Regions from separate parts of the Ovis aries genome. Here region 1 is linked to region 2. The links are chromatin contacts, called in public Hi-C maps. All regions are on one chromosome and are shown on one strand. Each heading gives the region's core, a stretch centred on a gene start, on an enhancer-like site or on the middle of the called end of the contact. The rest is flanking DNA. Distances are from core to core; before and after follow the strand shown.

What was found. Hi-C and Micro-C count contacts between places; a contact is called where the count stands out from the background.
Region 1: a contact with region 2 is called in a Hi-C map of liver, with 2.4 times the contacts expected there. The contact joins the promoter of MMP24OS here to the promoter of ACSS2 in region 2. A contact is called at or near these places in 2 of 16 Hi-C or Micro-C datasets (liver and tail adipose tissue).

The regions. Positions count from the first base shown.
Region 1 is chr13:64,533,412-64,536,219 of ARS-UI_Ramb_v3.0, reverse strand. MMP24OS (MMP24 opposite strand) reads left to right here and starts at 1,397. Exons shown (of 2, transcript XM_027977122.3): 1 at 1,397-1,469; 2 at 1,554-2,503. The coding sequence starts at 1,557. The coding sequence ends at 1,730. MMP24 (matrix metallopeptidase 24) reads right to left here. Exons shown (of 10, transcript XM_027977120.2): 10 at 2,449-2,808. It overlaps EIF6 (eukaryotic translation initiation factor 6), which reads left to right. Exons shown (of 6, transcript NM_001162563.1): 6 at 549-558. The coding sequence ends at 558.
Region 2 is chr13:64,180,001-64,182,700 of ARS-UI_Ramb_v3.0, reverse strand. ACSS2 (acyl-CoA synthetase short chain family member 2) reads right to left here and starts at 1,398. Exons shown (of 19, transcript XM_004014514.5): 1 at 1,155-1,398. The coding sequence starts at 1,332.

The DNA of each region.
Region 1 (2,808 bases), core at 148-2,647, 350 kb before region 2:
ACGGTGTCAGATAAGGGATGAGAAATGTGTACTTCAGGCAGTTCCCTGGAAGCCCAGTGGTTAGGACTCACTGCTTTCACTGCTGAAGGCCTGAGTTCAGTCTCTGGTCAGGGAACCAAGATCCCATAAGCTGTGAGCAGGCTTTTACAATCATGCAAATGATTATCACCTCCAGGAAGAATGTTCTGGCTCCAGTCTTGCCACTAGAGGATTTGTGATCTAGTCGTGTCTCTTCCCTCTCTGAGCATCCCCCACCCTTCCCTTGTCTGATTTGGTCTGTTGGACTTGACCTGTGAGGCTCTGATCATGATTAGCAATTTGAATAAGTTATTTTGAGTTCACCTGCTTGAGTGGAGAAGGAGTTACTGTTCCTTTTTAAGCACTGAGAGTCCTGGACTGGATTGTTACTTGTGGCAGTGGTGGAATCTGCAAGGGGCTCTTCAGGGCAGAGCTGGAGCAGAGGTCCTGGGGTGAGGGTGGAGGGCACCCTCACCCTCCACGCTCAAGCACCTGACACCTACTGACAACACTCCTTTCTCTCTCTCCAGCCTCACCTGAGTCACCTTCCATACTGGTCCCGGCTCGGACTTTGGCTCCCTCTCAGTGTTCCACCCAGTCTGTCCTGAATGCTGGCAGGGCAGTGGCAGAGAACTCACCTGGACTCGTGGCTGTATGCCCAGCCTTTCTTCATCTGTGCCCATCTCCTGAATCTATAGTTACTGCAGAAATGTGCCACGTCATGCTGGCTGGCAGGTCCTATGGCTTCTGGCTGAGAGCTCTGTTGTCTGTGCCACCCCATTAAAGGACAACTTCCTCTGGCCATTCTGAATGTGTTATTTGGGGATTTCAACGTGTACTCAGCCCCCTCATCATTGTTCCAGGGGGAAGGTGGAGTAGGATGCACACACCCCTTAGTTTTACATGCCCCCCCATCATTAGCTTCATCCCAGGGCAAGAGAAAGAAACACTCCATTATACTACCGTTTCCCACATGACTTCAGCCTTATTGTTTTGGCTTCAAAGAATAAGTCTGTTTCAGCTCTCCCGTACGCCAGTATGAGGATCCTGACGGGCTTTGGGGCACCTGGCCACAGGGCAGCATTGTCCTCCTTGACCCGCAGTGGTGGATGGAGGTTGTTGGCCTGGCTGCTAGGTGCCCTGGACAGCCTCAGACTCTTCGGTGCGTGTGGCGCCAGGCTTGAAGAGGCGTGGGTAGTTGGGGCGGATCTCCGAGTTGCGAGTGGGGCGGGGCTCCGGGACTTGGGGGCAGGCGTGGCCGGTTGTTGGTGGGTGGGGTCGGGTATGCTGGGCCCCGCCCCTGCGCCCTGAAACCTTCCCAGGCGCTTAGGGGGCGTGGTTCGTGCGCCGTGACGTCAGGACGCCAGTGCCTCCGGACGGTGCCTCGCTGGCGAGCGGCGAGCGCAGACCCGCGCTGGGACGGTTCCGACCCGCGGCTCCGGCGTTGCGAGGTGAGGGGCGGGCCCCAGAGGGGTGGGGCGGGGCAGGGGTGGTGTGCAGCCGGCCCCGCACCTGACGGGCCTGTCCTCCTGCAGAACATGGGCGCTCAGCTGAGCGGTGGCCAGGGCTCCACGGAGCCGCCGCAGCCCCAGCCGCATCCCCAACCCCAGCCTGCGGCGCCGGAGGACCCTGCTCGGCCCCGGCCAGAGCCCAGCCCCTGGGGGCCGCTGGACGACGTGCGCTTCCTCATCGCCTGCACCTCCTGGTACTGACTCGCCGCCCTCCGCAGTTAGCGCCCGCCGCCTCCTGTCGTCCAGTTCGCTTCTCCTGGTCGGGCCCTTGTCTCCCCACCTTCGCCCACCCTGGAGGCGCTCGGAGAGTCGGGGAGTCGAGGGGAACTGGAAGGAAGCCGCCTCTGCAGCCTCGCCCGGGGGCGCTGTCTTTCCTCTGGCCCCTCCCGCTACCCTGGATTTGTTCGCTCCTTAGCCTGCACCCAGACTAGCTCAGATTTTCGTGTTCTTGCCCACCCCACAGTTTCTCTGGCCGTCTGGGTCCTGGGGCAGCCTTCTCGTCACTGGCTTCCAGAACCAGGTCAGGACTCTTGGTAAGAAGACCCCAAGGCTACTGACCTCACCTCACCTCATTTTTCGCTATCACCAAGAACTGGGCTCTTGCTTTTGTCCTGGTCATAGCACCTTGTGTTTTGACTTCAGAAAAGACCTTGCCGCAGTGACCCTGCCCATCCATACCTCTCCTGGGAGAGGTGCCATCTTGGGTGGCCACCCTGGCATTATCCGGTTGTATCCCTGGGAACCCAGTTACAGAGGGCCTCCAGGGCCAGCCTTTTGGAGAGAGAGGGCATCTGATTTTGGGGGCTGGCAGATGAGATGCGTTGGGCAGCTCCCAGACACCCCAAGCATCCTGTCTCCCAGAAGCTTCTTCAGGCCACTCAGAACCTGATCCCTGTTCCGACAGCCCAGGGAAATGACACACTCTGTATTTTTGTTTTATTTAGAAATGATTTAAAAAACATTATACAAAGGCTGATCAGTTTAAAATGTGACTGACACTGAAATGCTGTGATGTTCCCCAGACTGTGGGGAAGCTGGGCTCTGGGGTCCCCAGTGCTTTGCCCCTCTGTCTGTCTGCCCTGTCCTGGGTTGATGGACAAACAGATGACCCCAAGGCAGGAGAATCCATGACTGGAAACCTCCAGGCTGAGCCCTCTCTGGGCCTGGCCCTGCGTCCCTCACATCTGCAGCCTGGGCTGCCTGCCTCCATCTCCTGCTCTTTCTCAGCTGACCTCAGTAGTACCAGGAGCCAGTGGGGAGCCTGGGGGGCCTAGAGCTT
Region 2 (2,700 bases), core at 149-2,648:
TATATAGACAAATTTAGTCAACAGATATCTATAAAAACACCTAAAAAAAAAAAAGAGGTCTGAGCACTAAAACTTGGACATTGCCTGCAGCAATCAACGGCTCTACACCTGATTTAATCTTATCTTGCTTACTAAACAGTTGCTTCATCCCCATTGCTCTTATGGGTATCAGACTAACCACTATTTAGTGAAAGCTGCTGTGCATTAGGCACTCTGTAATGCACACTTCACTTACTACTCATTTTAGCCCTCAAACAAATCTTCAAGGTAGGTATTATTACCTCTATTTTATAGATAAAGAAAAGGAATTTCAGACAGGTTTTAAAATCTCAAGACCAAAGAGCAAATGAGTGGCAGAGCCAAGATCTAAATCCAGATTGTTCATGCATGTCCCACTGCCAGCATCATACCGCCTTCCAATTCAGCTACATCTGTGACCCCTTACCCAGCTTGAGTCTCAAAGACATGGCACTACCTATCAGAATTACGGAGTTATTATAATCCCAGCCCTAATTTTTTTTTATTTTAAAGACAATATTTTAGTGACTTGTTCAGTCTTACATGGTAGTCTTCATCGAGATTTCTGAAATACTAAAAATAGATCTCCATTACTAACTTGGGGATTGGCAGGATGGGACTCGAGTGCCCCTCAGCAGTGGAGACTAACTCACAGGCGAAAGGTGTCAGGAGGCACTCGGCTGAGCTGGGCTGAAAAGCGGTAAAGAAAGTTCTCTTCGTGGCCCGCCTCCTTTCAAGGCGCTCCTGGCACCTAAGAGCCCGACTGTTCATATGAGGAACTGTCTTCTCAGGACATTTTCACATTTTCAGACGTTCACAGAACCTGCGAAACCCCCAAGTCGCAAAGGAACCCCCCAACTTCTAGGAGACGCTCATTTCCTACAGAACGACATTTCCTCCTTCGCCTCAGAGAACCCCCCTCCTCCCGGAACCCCTTTTCCATCTCCTTAAAGAACCGCTATTCTTCCATAACAGAACCTCTATCTCCTTACCAACTCCCCAGTTTCCCAAGGGAACCTCCATCTCCTCACGGAACCTCCATTTCCCGACGGAACACCCCTAATTACTCCCTCTCCTGTGAACCCCCACTTCTCTTCTAGCTGACGTCCCTCAGGCCCGCCCGGGCCCTGCCTCACCTCTCGGCTCCTCCAAGGAGCGCCGGTGCAGCTCGCGGTAGCGCTGCAGCGAGGGGACGTGCGCCGAACGGCTGACCTCGGGCGGAGGAGACCAGCTCCGCACCGGGTTCCGGGCCCTAGCCTCCTCCCGGGCCCCGCTCCCGCTGCCGCTCCGGCTCCGCTCTTCGGGAAGTCCCATCACCTCAAGTTCCGAACACTATAGCCGCCTTGGCGGTAGCAGCTGGCGCCCAGGCGCTGAAAACAGGCCGACCGAGGGGCGGGGCCTTAAGAAGGGGCGGGGCCTGGGGGCGGGGCGCGGGGCGGGGCTTAGGCAGGTGCAAGAGGGAGAGGCCCAGAGGGGCGGAGCCGTGCCTGGTGGTGTTGGCACCAGGTCTAGCAAAGAAACCCATAGGCCAAAGTTGAGCATTGCTTGGGGTATGGGGCGGAGCTTACTTGCGGAAGGGGTGGAGCCTCAGCGGGAAAGCAGAACGGGAGGGGCCAGGCGTGACAGGAGAGAGGGTGGGCCCGTGGAGTGACCGGGAGTGGCAAGGCTGGATGTGACAGGAGAGGAGGCAGGACCATGGAGTGACCAGGGTGGGGTGGGGTCTTGGAGTTACAGATGCAGAGTTGAGTTAGGGCGGGGCATGAGCAGGAAAGAGCTGGGCTAACGAACGGAGTTTGGTCAGGCCCATCGAGGAGCCGCCCCGCGATCTGATTGCACAAGCCTGTCACCCTACCGAGTAGAAAAGCCAGGTGGAGTAGGGTCCTTTCCGGGTGACACACTTTCGCTCTGGGAACTAACCGCTACCCTGAGGAAACTCAGATTTTCTTCCACTCCTAAGGAGAGTTCTTTACTTTCCTTGCTTCCACAAATTTCCATCCAGACCTAAAACGCGAAGATTCATTAAGTTAAGACTAGGAGGCGCCTCAAGTCTTTGCTAATAAACCCATTTCATTGCATAAATTGTAGACTCAGGGAAAGGGAGGACTTTGTACAAAGTCCCAGAAAAAAAGACCATAACTTGGCCCAAACCTAGATCTCCTGCCTCCAGAAGTTTTTACCACCTTATCTGGCTGAAGCTGAGGCTTGTGAAATAGTCTAGGCAAATAGAAGAAATCAGTCACACCCTTCTTTCCCTCCCAGTCTCTTACTTCATCAAGAGACACCTGGGCTCAAATACCTCCAGCTTCCCTCTATGCCTTCCACTCCAGAAAGGAGGGACCAGCCAGGACCCTCCATCTCTCTGCACTCACCACCAAGAAGGGCCCACTCCCACCCATCCGCTTACAGAACAGCCATCATGTCAAGCAGGATCCTTAAGTACCTAACTCCAAGAGTGATTCTGAGGCCTGGAAGCAGGCAGCCCCCACTTCCTGAAGCCTACGCAGAACCCCATCTGACCCAGCCTCCCTTCCCACCTGCTCTCTTGTTCTTCGTCCAACTAATCTCATGCCCAGCACATCCTAAATTCAATTCAGTTCAGTCGCTTAGTCATGTCCAACTCTTTGTGACCCCATAGACTATAGCATGCCAGACCTCCCTGTCCACCACCAACTTCTGGAGCTT